Linked DNA regions of Mus musculus: all the other regions are linked to region 3. The links are chromatin contacts, called in public Hi-C maps. All regions are on one chromosome and are shown on one strand. The core of a region is the stretch at or near the end of the contact, and the rest is flanking DNA. Distances in the headings are between cores, read along the strand shown. Region 1 overlaps Gm31814 (a long non-coding RNA gene). Region 2 overlaps Gm46545 (predicted gene, 46545). Region 3 overlaps Lpp (LIM domain containing preferred translocation partner in lipoma).

Region 1 (5,024 bases), core at 1,394-3,893, 620 kb after region 3:
ATTTTTAGTTTGAGAAAAATGTCCTGAGAAGAGAATAACAGTTGCCAGGGTAATGAAGAGGTGGGAGAAAATCGAAGTAGCCCTAATAAAGCAGTCATGAAGGAACCCTCAGCAAAGGCTGTTCACTTGTCAGGACTATTCGAACATCGATAATTGATTGTGATTGTGTAATTTAGTTTTGCAAAATGTTTACATTTAAGGAAAGTAGGTGCAAGGTACACGGAACCCCCATGTACTATTTGTTCAACTTCAATTACCTTGAATTAAAAAAAAATTTTTTTTTTTAAGTTCAAAGTTTTTACTTTCTGATGGCGGCAGAGTGGCCAAGCATCTGGGGAGGCAGCGGTGGGGAAGGCGTGGACAAGAAAGAAAAACTGAAGAGCTGGTTCTCTCTTCCTTATTCTCTACCCTGGTCATATCTTCTGGCTGACTGGATGCTCTCAGGCCATCTGGAGGGCAGCGGCTCCCTCCCTTACTCCTTGCACGATGAGAAGAAGCATGAGGGAGGGACTTCTTCACCTAGCATCCATTGCTGATGTCGAGGGAGGGACTTCACCTAGCATCCATTGCTGATGTGGACTTTGCCTGCTCTGATCTGCAGACATCAGGAGGCAAAGCAAATGCACCCCTGAGTAGGTCAAAGTTTGGAGAAACCACACAAAGATTTCTTTCTAAAATTCTTCAAGGTGGGAGGGAGTTGGGATGGGTAGTATGAGGTTGAAAGGAATATGAGCTTGCCTGTGAGGCCCAAGGGTTTAATAACTAGAAGGAACAAAGAGTGAGGGAACATTGGCTTCTAGCAAGAAGACAACATTGTTCCTCTCATGTTGTTCACACACTGTATCCTCACCACCCCTACACATGCATTGCTCACCCTCGAAGGTGAATCAGGCTCAAAGCAAGGCGCGCTATGGAGTGAGCCTTTGTAAGATGGAGCTGACATAGTTAGTCCCTGCTCCTCTTAGGGTCTCTTGCCTGCTGCTTGCAATGGGTTGTCCTCCGAAGATAAAGATGTTCCTGGAAAATCTGGGATGGGGGTCAGGTGAGTTGGTTTTACTTTTGGCCTGAAGCCCCTGCAAGGATGTTTGCAGAGTCCTGGGGCCTACATGGGCAATGAACCTGCATGGGCAATGACCTCAGTCAAGAGGAAGCCCTCTGCAGGCCTTATCCTATACCGTTCCTGCAAGAAGGGGCTGGGGCAATGGGTTCCAGGGTTTGCAGCCCGCAACAGAGTTGCAAATCTGGACTAGGGGGTCAGAGAGTGGAAGGCAGCTACTGCATTTCTTCTTTCTTTCCATACCACCCTTGCCTTTCCTTTTCCTGTCTTCTTTGCCAATTCTAAGTGTCCTTCCTATATTTTTGTGGTGGTTGTTTTCCATCTGCTGTTCTTGACTTATTTCATCTTTCATTATTTAAATTTAAGTAGGTGATAGCACTTCTCTAAGTTGACTCACGACTCCCACTCTGCTCTGCCTCCTTAACCTTCCCCCGTTCTCTCTCCATGCTGGTCATTCTTGATTTCTTGACATTTTTTTCTTTTTTTGGACATTCCAATGGGTACTGTCTCAGGCCACCTGCATAGTGTTTCTGGTGCTGACTCCCATTGCCCCACATGGCCACACGTCTTCTTTGACTTTCGGGAGCTTGCTTTAACAAACACGTTTTCAAAGGCACCGTCCCTCTACAGGCCGTGTAAAGATGCTGCACACTCCTCTTCTTCTCTCTGCTCTCTGCTGATCTACACACGTGTAACCCTGCAGCTTACTCTCCTCTTGTTCATTGTCTGCACGGTAGGAAACCAGAACATAAGCTTTATGGAGGGCAGGGCTATTTGTCTATTTAGGACAGAGTCTGGCATGATAAATGGAGTAAGAGAGCAGATATGATTCTTTCTAGTGATCGACAAAATATGTACGCGTACTATTTTACTACTAGAAATTAAGTTCATTAAATATTTTATCAGTTCAATCGCCATCACTAACTATACTTGCGATAAAGGTATTAAGTGTTTTATAGATAGCCTCACTGCTCTAGATTCTGTGTCCCCTGTACTGTGTTTGAGGCACCAGATCAGGTCTGGCTTCTTGTAAACAGCTGACAGGCCAGCATTTCTCCTCCGTGTCTCTACTAGTGAAGTAGCTTGCACGCTCCCTGTGGACCTTGTGGAATTATTGGGTTAATTCGATAGCACTTCAACATGGAGTCGACTCCAAGGCAAGTCACCCATGCGTGGTTCACTGTTGCACACCAGTAAAGGACTGGACGAGTGGCTTCCAATGATGATGGAAACATCTAATGGGATAAGAGAGGCAGGTGTTGTGTGCAACTTAGTCTTCACGGGGGGACTGAGCTAAGAAAAGGATCTTAGGCAATGTGAGTGCTATTTGCGAGCGTATCAGGAGGGAACGGGAGCAGAGGCCAGCTATGTCATGGAATATTCCTTGCTTTCTTCCATTCCCCTCAAGCTCCGTGCTGGTGCGTCTCTTGCTGTGTATTATTGACAGAGGAAATGCTGATTCATGGGTCTAAGTTACAGGAAACCTTGTTTCCTGGTGAAGAAACAAGCTTGGTGGAGCTGCCAGCACCCTCCCTGCCAGTTGCTGCCACATGTCCTGCTCTGGGCCTGCACCCAGGCCGTCTGAGGAGGGGCAGGCCCCCTCAAGCTTAGCCAGTGAGATCACTTTCCCTGGCCCAGCTCCTCACCATGCCTCTCTGGGCCTTTCTGCTCTGACCTTACAATACCTTTCCAGCCCATCTCCCTTGCTTCCTGCTTGCTCCACCAGCTGAAGCCACCAATGAGCATGCCCAGCTCTCCCTGGGCACCTTGTATTTCCCACTCTGTGCCATGGCTCCTCATGTTCCCTGCCTGAACTGGCCCCTGAGCCCGTGTTGGCCCACTGAAATCCTACCTCCCCTTGAGCTCTGCACAGCTGTTCTGCTATATGAGGCCCGCTCTGCTTCCTTCTATTTATTACTATTCCTTTTAGTAGGGGTGTTTCCAAATATGTGAGCATTTGCGTACACTTACCAGCTCCAGCAGCTACCTGATTCCTCCTAAGTAGCCCCAGTTACTTTGACGGAGATTTTTGAGCTCCCTTAGCCAACTCTTGTAGTCCTACTTAACTTATGTTTCTTGAGTTGCACACAGAAGAAGGTCAGTCAGTGGCTTTACTCACCATGAAGCCAAACAGACATGGATTGAGCCAGCCAGTATTACAAGACAGTCAGTGGCAAGCTAAGATCTTTTCTTTTTTTCCTGAGAGGCCTCATTGAAAATGGTCATGTAGTTACTGTATCTAAACACAACAGATGTTCAAGTTACATTATTATCACATGTGTATAAAATAAAAAAAATTAATCTGCTAGCCAGCTGATGAATACAGGGACTTCTTAAGCTCGGCACCGAGCAATCAGCACTGGGCAGCCCTTTCTGAGGTCTGCTGTGTTCTGTTATCTGATCTCCTCCTGCTGCAGGAGATGGCTGATTTAGATGAAGAGAAAGCCATCTGATAATAAAGGCCTGTGTGAGTTAACCAAAGTTTAAAACGGTAAGTGTTATAAAATCATGTCTCTTTGGCTGTTACATGGATTAGAAAGCAGACATTCAGTAATGGAGGAATTTAACTACTCTGAAGTTACCTCTAGTTAGACAGATAGGAAGAGAAATGAAGGAAGTTTAATATGTGCACTTGGACTTTGGAAGGCTGGGAGCAAAGGCATGAAGAGACCATTGGGAAGGTAAAGCAAGAAATAGAAAGCCAGTCCTGGAAGAATGGCACACTTTCATCTGGACCGGACACAGCTCACGCCTGGACTTTGGCCTATAGTAAGGAGTCACCTGAAAGTCCAGTCTAAGGTGCTTGGACATTCCTGTGTCACAGTAGGAGGAAGAGTCTGGTCATGAGCCAAGAGCTGAAGAGTGGAGAGGGGATAGGAAGGTAGTCACCTCAGTTCCTAGATCACACAGAGGGTCTGCCACCAGTAAAGCAAGAGACCAACATGGCAGGCGGCTTGCAAGCTATGGAGGGTCTCTGGGAGTGTGACTCTCCATATCTAGCATTGTTTCAGCACAATAGGGTACCTGATGGCAGGAGTCATTGCCCCGAAAGAAGGGGAAGAGAATGGGGAGGAAGGTTAGGGAGACTGCATACGACAGTGCAGTGTGAGTCAGAGATGTGAGCAAGGATACAGCTGGAGAGACTCCTGAAACCTTTCTCCCTTCCTATGTCTTGGTTTTCTGTTATTATTCCTGTGGAGATGCTCATAAAACCTTCCCCATGAGAAAGCTGCTCATGTGCCAGGTTTGGGGATAACATGTCCAGGCAGGGTTTGTGGGAGGAGCTGGGTGGGGAGAAACGTTTAGCATTCCACAGCAGTTACAGTTGTAAAGAGATGGGAATTGGTGGGATTTGTGGAACCAGTGGGAGGTGGGGGTGGGGGTGCGGGATGGACACAGGTTTAAGGTTTAATTGGCAGGTATTTCCCTGGATATTACAAGTACAGACAGGAACAAAGGCTTCTCAGAGGAGACTCATGAACTCTATGACAAGCAGGGTTCCACGACAGCAGAGAACATCAGACCTCAAGACCCACGAGAAAGTGTCCTCATAAGAAGACCCATCCCTCTTCCCACTGTTCACATGAAAACTATAGCTCTCATCTTAAAGAAATACGAGATAGTTTATTTCATATCCATTTTGAATGACCATAGGCCAGGAACACAGATTTCAGTTGCCCGAATTTCATGTTCCAATGTAAAAGTAATTTCACAGGGTTTGTTTTATTGTTTTTGTTTTTTGTTTTGTTGTTGTTAAGCACAAATAAAGTCATAAACCAAGGCAACTTTAAAATACACTCACTGGTGAGCACACAAAAGGCAGGTACAGGGAGATGGGGGAGCTATTCCATAGGTCCAATGTACTAACTGATAGCATTCTTAGCTCCTGTTTTGGCAGACGCTAGTATCCTGCTAAGTATTAATATAGCTGTTCAGAGGTTTTATTATCACAAAATGTTAATTCTAC
Region 2 (4,977 bases), core at 2,211-4,710, 780 kb after region 3:
CAGAGTCTCAGACTATAGTCCTCTGGGAGGAGGAAGCTATAATTGAGCTTCTGTATGGTCTATAAGTTACTGTGAGCTGGGGGAAGCCTTGCCATTCCCATGTGCCAGAGGTGTTGGGGTCCTCTGCATGGCTGTGCCAATGTCAACAATACCCACTCACTCAGGTCTTCATTTGCTCCCCACACAAATTGGAACAGAACTGTGATAGGTTATAAAGGTTTCAAACCAAAACAGAATATAAAAGTTCCATTGCCCAAGAATGTGTTTGAGTAGACCATGATGGAGCTGGTAGCATGTTATCTCATCGGTTAATGCATGCTGATTTTTGTTGTTGTTGTTGTTTTCGAGACAGGGTTTCTCTGTGTAGCCCTGGCTGTCCTGGAACTCACTCTGTAGACCAGGCTGGCCTCGAACTCAGAAATCTGCCTGCCTCTGCCTCCCAAGTTCTGGGATTAAAGGCATGTGCCACCACTTCCCGGCGGCTGACTGCTTGATAAAGGCTCAAGTGTGGTTTTGTGTTATATAACAGCCCGAAACACTGAGGAAAGTAAAAGGCTGTCTGTCACTCTGTTTTATTACACATTAGTATTTGATATCTTGGGTGGTTAGATGATCTGGGGGCAGGCCATTCTAATAATAATTATTAATTAACAATAATTGAAGTAGTTCATAAGAGAAATTGGGGCACATTTGATATGGAAAGCAGTAGCAGCTGCAGCAGCAACAACAACAACAGCAACAACACACACACATACACACACACACACACACACACACACACCCCTTCACAGTGCAAGAATGCTCTTCCTCTATTTTATTTACTGAGAATCTGAGACTCACAAAACTGACCTGAATTGGCCAATAACACACAGACAAAAACAATCTGTACTCTAACATAGGTCTTTGGACTCAAATCCTTTGACCTCTAGCCCTATCTCTGCTCCTCAAATACAACATGAATCCCAGAAAGTCAGACCGTTGAGGTCAGAAACTCTTTACTGAACACATAGAGCAGGCAGCTCCCTTTTAGTGGCTCTGAAGTGCTGTTCTATATAACTCTACAGCCTTGAGCATTCTTCATGACAGAGGAGAGAGACATGCAGGGATGCAGTCCCTAGAGGACCACACAGACACCTGGTCTGTCTGTGATGGATACCCTTTCTAGGGGCCACAGGAGTGCAGTAGAGAGGGATCGTCTTTCTTCTCCACCTCCTCACAGGAGCTCTCACCCTCTAATCAGCTCATCCTTCCTTCCTTCCTTCCTTCCTTCCTTCCTTCCTTCCTTCCTCCCTTCCTTCTTTCCTTCCTCCCTCTCTCCCTCCCTCCCTCCCTCCCTCCCTCCCTCCCTTCTTCCCTTTCCATTTGTTATTGACTTTGTGATTTTTCCATGGAGCCCAGAACACAGTATTCCAGCAGTAAGCTGGCAGGCACCTCCAGGACACACATATGTGAGGACATGGAGAAAGCTCATTATCAAATCAATAAAATCAATAGAGATGGATGAGATGAAGGTGAAACTCAGTGTCTTGTGCCTCTTTTTTATGCTCACTGCAGAGGGCAACCTCAGTCTCCCTAGAAAGAGAGGACATGAAGGCTCTGCCTTCTGTCTACTGCCAGAAATGGAGAGGAAAGGCAGACTACCTTGGGGATTCTTTCAGAGGACAAAGTAGTGAAGGGTGGAGAAGATGGAAAATGGACAATTCCCCAGTTGTTGCAGGACAGAACTTCCTGACAGTGGTGTACTGGGAAGAACTGGGTTGCCTTCTGGAAGAGGAGTCAGATGCTATTAGGAGATGTCATTAGATGTAGAGTCATATAGGCCATCCCAACTTGAGAAGACATCCTATGTTAGCATCCTGGTCCAGTGGCCCAGCAGGCCTGAGGCGGGGCTTGTGTCCGAGGCCTCAGGGTGAATGAGGCTGAGTAGATTGTTTGGTGTGTCAACTGCTAAAATACCCTCTCCAGCCACGGCATTTTGGGTTTCTCCCACACTTGAATGCCTTGGGAGGTGAGTCTGGGCAGAGCTCATTTGTTCCACAGTACTTGGCTCTGGTACAATGCCTGATGCCTGGTCAGAAAGCATTTTATAGACAGCTGTTAACCATCTTTATTTCAGAAGTGTGGTGAGAAGAGAATTAAGAAACAGGTGTGGGACTGGCCACCAAGAGAGCAAGTGGGGAAGGTGCCCAGCTCCAGAGCAGAGGGGGCCTGAGCCCACACTGTGATTCCCAACCATGGGGAACAATGGCACCCACTGGGAAGAGCCCCCAACCCGGAATGTCTTAGGAGTCTGCCTTCTCTTATGAAGTCTCACCATCTCAAGGCCCAAGCTGCTATAGAGGTCAGAGTCATGCTCCGGAGAACCCACAGGACCAATGTTTCCCTTTGACCTCATTGAGAACTAGTAAATGCAATAAGTCCTTGTGGACTCTTAAGGAATTCTGTCTGGACTCTGAAGAAAATAGAGTAGAGGTCACAGCCAAATCTGCCCGCGTGTCGAGAGGCTGGATTCCAGAAACGAGGGAAACAGAATATTGTTTGTGAGAATTGCAAGCATCTGGAGAGTCAGAGGCATGAGGCAATGATGGCACAACCAGGGGATAGCATTTTCTTGAAAAGGCCTTGAATTTTCATGGGTGAGAGAGCAGAATGTTGTGCTGAAATGACAAGTCTCTACTCAAAACCCCTAAGCCACTCTAGACTTGCTGTGTGACACTGGAAACCAACCTCTCTCCATCTTGTTTTCCTTACAAGGCTAAGAATGTATGGCCAGGCTTGACAGAGGGCACCGATGAGATACTGCACGTGAAACTCCTATAGCTGGCAACGTTAGATAAAGGAGAAGTGCCAATATAAACAGCCCTATCCACTGTGCTTTCTCACGTGCCTAGGCAAGGGGCTTGTGCTGGCATGGCTAACATTCTCTACTTTCAGAGAGCAAGACACAAAGAGATGGAATAGCCACGGATATCATTCAATATCACCTGGACCAAGAAGTAGAGTGTCCCTTGGGAGAAAGACCTCGGTGCCTACCCATGGCATTGCACTTCCTCTTCTGAGAATGGCACCATTACAGAACTATCCAGGGTGGGGCCCCAGACCACAGAGACTTCCTTCTGCCTGTCTGCTAGAGGGACATCTGCTGGGATGGTTAGGAAGGTAGCCACTGTCACAAGCTCCAGGGCCCAGAACTGCCCTTCTGCTTCTCCACCCTGCCTCTTTCTGCTCTTGGTATGATCTCTGCTTTGGGGTAAAAGAGTGGGTGCCTGGCTGCTGGGGGTGGGGTGGGGTGGGCATCAGGGAATGGGTGTTTGTCTTTCTTTGGTTCTGTGCTCTTTGGATTTCATCTATCATACAGATAATTACCCAAACCATTTGAGTTCTGCTTCTGCAACAGGGTGTCCCCACTGCGAGGTCCTCTAACCACGGAGTTCCCCACACCCACTCTATCCCCTAAAGCTCATCCTCACCATCATCATGACTCCATAAAATGACAGGAGAAGAGATGTGAAGTGAATCATCATGGCATTGGAGGAGGGGCAGAGAGAGAGAGAGAGAGAGAGAGAGAGAGAGTGTGTGTGTGTGTGTGTGTCTGTGGGTCCAGATGAGTGCTTCTTAAACAGCCTCTTGACTTTTTCATATGATTTGCTGAGCCCCATTGAAAGGGATAGAAAATTCAGGGTGGAGGCATATTGGCCCCAAAGGCAGCCAATGTGAAAATGAATTGAGGCTGCAACCAGCCTCTTAGAACACAGGACAGCTTTTCTTCACATCCCCAGGATGGGACACTGGGTAAGGGGATTACACTGTCACACCCCTGAACCTCAGCCTCCCTCCTCACCAGGCCTCTTTGGACCTCAGCCTCACCCTCCCTGAGGCCTCTGACATAAACCCTGCCTTGGGCCTGCTAGGCCCTGGATCAGAATGCCAACATAGGATGTCTTCTCAAAGGATCCACCACTAGAGCACATGTCCAGGGACACCCCAGGGTCCTAAACTGTGGATGTTCTTGAGGTCTTAGAGGACAAGGACTTTGCTGGGTAGAACATATAAATGGAATGAGTGAGGGTGAGTATCTGCTCCTTCATCAGCAAAAGGACTAAGACATCAATAGAAGAAATATAGACCATTGCAACTACAAACAAAAGGAAAGGACTTTAAAAGTCCCTGTGTATAGATAGCCCTGTGGTTCTCAAACTTGACCGTGCCTCAGAACATGAGGACCAGATAGAATAGGTGATTGCTTGGGCCCCCTCTGAAGTTGCTGATTCCGACTGTCAATCCACTTCTATATTTCTGTTGCTCTGGTATGGAATTCCATTGCTGCTGCTCTGCGGACCATGTTGAAGAGTGACTGGTTCATTTTTTTGGTTTGGTTTGGTTTTTTTAAAGCCTAATTCATTTCATCCATGGCCCAAGGTGCCCCGACAGGTGAGAGGTAAACAAATAAAAATCACACTTTCTCATTGCCTCTCCTCCCTCACCCCTACTTGCTCATTGGGTTCAACCCTCCTGTACTGCAACACAACCCGAGCAAAGAAAGCTATCCCCACCCAGGCTCGCTAATGGCTTTATCCACTCCTACAGGGTGACATGCATGACTTAGAGCTGGCACTCAGCCATCCTGTACTGACCATGGAAGAGGTAGCCTACCCTTAGGATTTCAGTGTGCGTCTATAGATCTCCCTGATCCATACTTTCACTCTAATTTCATTGTTTTAGCTCATTGTCCAACGTACTCTGGTTGACACCTTTGAAGTGCTGGCTGGTTGGTGAAAGATTTCTTCTTACATTCAGGGGCTTCACTCTGACAGAAAAGGGAAAGAAAAGAAAAGGGAAGGGATGGAAAGAAAAGGGAAGGAAAGGGAAGGAAAAGAAAGGAAAGAAAAGAAAAAAGAAAAAAGAGGAAAAAGAAAAAGAAAAAGGAAAAAGAAAAGAAGAATCAAGTCACTAGACTATGAGGGGTGTAGAGAAAAT
Region 3 (5,007 bases), core at 1,310-3,809:
TGGAAGTACCAGTTTATCGTCAGGGCCTTAGGTCAAGTAAGAATGGTGTTTTCCACAGCTGCAGCTCCAATCAGAAGCCCTTTTATCAAATTACAAGTCAGAAATATTTTTTTCCAAGATTAGCATTTAAAGCAAGAATCCGATCCTTTAACAAACAACATGGGTATTCTTACATCTCCAAAGGCCACACCAGCTTTGCTATCTCTAGGTCACTGAGCTATTTACTGGAAGGCCACAACACAAGCCTAAATCACCTAAGGAGGACTGTCTTAACGCTGGGCACCTGGGTTATGTTCCTGGGAATTCGGCAAATGTAATCTTGAGGGGTAGAGTATCTGAAGAGATCCAAATGGACACAATCTAATGACATAGTTAGTTTCTTAAAACCTGCAGAATCTTCCCAAGGTGTGATCAATGGACATGTGACTAGTGGAAAAAATGATCAGAAATGCCATTGCTGGGGGCTATCCGAAGCCTCGAGAGAGGTCTAAGGCAAAACAGGACTGCTTCCGAGGGCTGAAGAAAGTAATGGAGCCTTGCTAATACCTTGAATTCTGATACATTCAGTGAGATAACAAATATGTGTTGCTGTAGGCCCCACATTTGTAGTAATTTACTGTATCAATAGGAAAATAAAACAATAAAACAATGCTGATTGTTTTGGGCACCATAAAAAAAATACTGATACAATTTTCATCATCAATAAAATTCTTTCTCCACTTTATTGAGCCAGTGTGAGAAGAAGTGAGAAAGGCTAAGGGTCTCAACTGGGCCAAGCTCCCTTTCTAACCTAAGGCCCCTTTGAAAGGGCAGTGGAGATCATCAGCTCATCTTTCCCAGGGCCTCATGATATGCTGAGGAACTACAGACAGCTTGCAAGATAGTCGCTGGGCCGTGTGTGTGTGTGTGTGTGTGTGTGTGTGTGTGTGTGTGTGTGTGTCTTTATGGAGGGTATGGATGCTGGTAGTTTTCTCATATACCAGTGGATGGTCTCCCCACATCTGGGAACATATCACAGCACTAACTGGAATGAATTTAAAAAAAAAAAAAGACATGAAGTTGGAAGGCATCTTGTGTGTGGGGGGGGTGTATACAAGGGTTTTAAGGAGAAAAATGGGGTGCAGAAATGATAATGTTGCATACACACACACACACACATATATGTACATACATATGAAATTCAGAAAAATAAAGAACAAAGATCTTTTTTAGTATAAAAAGTGGAGGGAACCAAGCATATAGATGATAAATTCAATCACACATCCTTACCAAACATTTAGCTATTTTGTCTTTCTTATTTCTCTAGTACGTGCCCATTTTCATCCTGAGACTGTCCCCTTTGATGCCCCTAATCATTGATAGTACAGAACTATATCATTTATTACTCACTGCGATCATAATTTTTGCAGTTTAAGGCAAGATAGAAACATCGTCATGAATTACTTTCTCCCTGGATACTAAGATTCGGTTTTCTGCAGAGTTTAGCAGTCTCAGCATTCGGGTTTTCCCCCTTCTCCTATTAGCATGAGTAGTTTCACCTTGCACTTATTGGAAGCAGCTGTCAGCCTCTGGCATGTCTGAATCAGCAGCACCTTTGGTTTTATTCAGAGGCCACATCTACATGGAATAAAGTTACTGGCCATACCCTTTCTGACAGTACGACTGCCTTCCTGGTATCAGCAGTGGTAGAGTGGGCTACTACAGGTGTCATGTGAGGCAAAGGCCCCAGGGAATGCTCATGTCCTGACTGGATGAAGAAGGACGGTGTGAGGTTTCAGCATGTTCCCCACAATGACATGCCATTCAAACCTTACAATCTGTTTCTTTCTAGAATTTTTCACTTAATATATGTAAGCCACAGTATATTCTAGGTAATGGAAACTGTACTAAATAAGCGCGAGTGAACAGGGACTGTGATATCAAGGCATGCCTTGGGATAACTCACTAATTCATGACTAATGAACACTTGATTAGTAACAGCATGAAAAGGAAGCCAGGCTTCCACATGAATGGAAGGATCACATGCGTGCTCCCAATGATGGCTGGAGCCATTCTCTCTAGTTTTATTAAAACAAACAAACAAACAAACAAACAAGATTTGGAGATGGCTCCCAAGGTCTTTTCCATTGTAAACATAGACAAACTCTTCAGTAGGCACCAGGACCAAAAAACCACAAGAACTCAGTTGAGAATACACATGTGAGGGGTTTTCTGACAGCTTGCCTTTTTGTTGAAACTTGGAAGCAACATTCAAATCTAGATGTATATACATTTCCACTTCTAAAGATTGGGTGATCTGCCTTCTGTTGCATTTGGTGGCATCTTTGCACAGCAGCAGTATGCCCCTAGTCCTGCTGATGCGGAAGAACCCAAGGGCAGGTAAAGCATGGCTGCATTGATCCGAAAAGCTGCTTACTTAGGCACTTCCTGTTTTGAAGCGTGAGTAAAAGACAGCAATGCCATCTTTCTGTTCCACCTGGCAAGTCTGTACTCTGCCCCACGAGGTGCCTCTGTGAGATCATCTCAGTCACTAGCAGTGCTACTTGGCAACAGGAACAGTTGTTCTCTCCTGGATCAAGCACAGATCTAGTGGCATGGACCAGCTCCTCGCTGAACACTGACTGTCTCGCCTTCCACGTCCCTACTGCTGGCTCATCACCCTGTTAGTGCTGAAGACATTCTGCTATCTCAAGAGGGAACACTTTCCCTGCCTTCCTTTCTACCAAGTTCTTCATTTTATCATGCCTTTCTTCTCCTTTCTACAGGGGCCGGGGGAGTCTTTCCTTACAGATGCAGCTCAGGTATCAGCCCTTAAGCTACCACTGCTTTCCATGTCCCAAGGCATCCTTTGGTCATATGCACAGATACCTCACAGGGAAAGGGTTATTATACATTTTTGGTTGTCTAACCTGTGACAGTCTATGAGTTTCTTGAGGGCAAAGACTTCCAAATTTATTTATCTTTTCTCCATCCTGGATATTCTGTGCAGTAAAACTCTCATTCACTCCACATAAATCTGTGATGGGCAAATAGTGAGTTTCCCACAAGCATTCACTGAGGCACACGTTGCAACCTTCTAATCTCCCGTGTCATTACCAAACGTACTGACTCACTGAAAAGGAGAAGTGACACACAATCTAGGAGATTAATTCTGTTCGGTTTCATCATCTCTGTTATTTGCTCAGTTATCAAAGGAACTGAAATTGAAAACACACACACAAAACTATGCAGCCCACGGACCTACCACTATGAAAATGTGCTGAGGAGCTGTCATTAGTGAACAGGTGAATCTCAGCAGAAACCAGTGAACACATCCTCCCTTACCAACACATCTATCATGGGACCCCAGACACAGTAAAAACCCCTGCCTGCTCGCTTATGTTCCACCGCAACCATGAAGCAAGACATGATGCAATCCAGAAATATCGTTTTGTGAAATAAAAATGAAAATCACTATTAGTGAAAGTCATAGAACCAGGGTTCCTTACACAGATGTGTCACAGAGGACCTTCTGAAAGTAGTTGCCAGTGTGTTTCTGTCTTCGGGTCTATGATGTGACAAGATGAAACTTGATCAGTAATTCTCAACTTAGATTTTAATTCTATTATAACTAAGAATATGCCATAGTCAGTTAAAATTTGTCAGTGGGTATGGGCTTAAGGATATCTGTGTCTGTTTAATTTTCTATCTATCATCTCTCTACCTATCTACCTATCATCTATCTACCTATCATCTATCTATCATCTATCTATCTTCTATCTATCTATCTATCTATCTATCTATCTATCTATCTATCTGCCATCTGTCTATCTATCATCTCTCTATATACAGACTTATACATGTACAGCGCATATGGGCACATAGCTTTGTCTCATGAAAATGTTGCTCCCTTGGATGATTCTTACTCTTCATGCTTAGAACCCAAAAAGTCTGGACCCTTTCCATTCCAACAATCTTGGTTTGATATTCCTTGGATAACCATGTGACTGACAGAAAGTACAGTAGTATATGGTACTGATGGCAGAATCCTGTAGAACATTATAGCTATGAGGACAAGTGGCTCCATTAGAAACACTTACTTGTTAAGCAAGTCAGAACAGAGACTTCCCTTAGAAAGCCTCCTAACAATCTGTGTGACCTTGGTCCAGGTTTAGAACTGTCTTAGCACTGGCTTTTTCACCCATATACTAGATCTGAGTGACTACCTACTATGCCGGCATGATGAAGCATGATCTATTACTAAAGTATTTAATAAAGTGCTTAGTCCATAATCAGTGTTCCATAAATGGTCATCAGTTATTAAGGGCTGATTTTGTGCTAAATGGAGAAAAATGGACAAGAAATGTCTCCATCTTTAAAGGCTAGGATTCCATTTATGCTAAAGAACTTCAGATTACTCTATCTTGACTTATTTTTCTAGAGCGTCCTATCAGTTAAATGAATATAACACTATACCAATGTCTTGTCTTATACTTTGCTTCAGTATTTACAGTGATCCAACAAATATGAAATATCTTAACATCTGAGCTGGCAATTGCCAATTTTACCTTTGGTTATCATTTGAGATTGGTTCCAAGTTCAGAATCAAGCAAGAGAAGTCAAATTACCTAAGTTTTTGACATTCTGCTAGCCCTGATATTATGCTAATATGCTCACTACTCTCAGGTTTCACTGTCAATCTTCAACCTGTCTGCCATGAGCTACACATGCCCAGGAGTGCTACAAAACATCCCAACACATTTGGAGGTGACAGTGGAACGTTGTCATGTCAAACTGGATCCTTGGAAGAGATTTGGATTAAATCTTGGGTTCCTTTCTGTGGCTTCTTACCTTCAAGCCCTAGGTTTTAGAGAAACAAGGATGAGTGTATGGGGAGTGTCTTCCTCCTCTCTCTTTGTTTCTCCTGGCATATTTTATGTTGGCCGAATATATTGCTACATAGAAATAAGTGTGATTGAAAATGTTTTCATTGTATGCATTCCTGTCTCAGGGGAAGTACACAATTTA

What was found. Hi-C and Micro-C count contacts between places; a contact is called where the count stands out from the background.
Region 1: a contact with region 3 is called in a Hi-C map of bone marrow-derived macrophages, with 12 read pairs. The contact joins two enhancer-like sites. A contact is called at or near these places in 1 of 484 Hi-C or Micro-C datasets (bone marrow-derived macrophages), 4 of 115 datasets of contacts at active chromatin or transcription factors (CD8 T cells, T-cell acute lymphoblastic leukemia, double positive thymocytes and 1 more) and 1 of 9 other capture datasets (liver).
Region 2: a Hi-C map of bone marrow-derived macrophages shows a contact between it and region 3, with 11 read pairs. The contact joins two enhancer-like sites. A contact is called at or near these places in 1 of 15 datasets of contacts at CTCF or cohesin (the NIH/3T3 cell line), 3 of 484 Hi-C or Micro-C datasets (bone marrow-derived macrophages and liver), 1 of 115 datasets of contacts at active chromatin or transcription factors (embryonic stem cells) and 1 of 9 other capture datasets (embryonic stem cells).

The regions. Positions count from the first base shown.
Region 1 is chr16:24,236,015-24,241,038 of GRCm38.p6, reverse strand. The region is part of intron 1 of Gm31814 (a long non-coding RNA gene); the gene reads left to right. Among named protein-coding and RNA genes, the nearest start is that of Gm31814, 25 kb to the left of the region's middle. Within about 2 kb of position 2,643, at least 143 of the 459 cell types and tissues checked have an H3K27ac peak or open chromatin away from gene starts, as enhancers often do. A contact at or near this core is called in bone marrow-derived macrophages and double positive thymocytes, where this site is marked.
Region 2 is chr16:24,074,779-24,079,755 of GRCm38.p6, reverse strand. It overlaps Gm46545 (predicted gene, 46545), which reads left to right. Exons shown (of 2, transcript NR_155457.1): 2 at 2,117-3,281. Among named protein-coding and RNA genes, the nearest start is that of Gm46545, 5.4 kb to the left of the region's middle. Within about 2 kb of position 3,460, at least 31 of the 459 cell types and tissues checked have an H3K27ac peak or open chromatin away from gene starts, as enhancers often do. A contact at or near this core is called in bone marrow-derived macrophages, where this site is marked.
Region 3 is chr16:24,858,108-24,863,114 of GRCm38.p6, reverse strand. The region is part of intron 9 of Lpp (LIM domain containing preferred translocation partner in lipoma); the gene reads right to left. Among named protein-coding and RNA genes, the nearest start is that of Gm22672, 24 kb to the left of the region's middle. Within about 2 kb of position 2,559, at least 47 of the 459 cell types and tissues checked have an H3K27ac peak or open chromatin away from gene starts, as enhancers often do. A contact at or near this core is called in bone marrow-derived macrophages and double positive thymocytes, where this site is marked.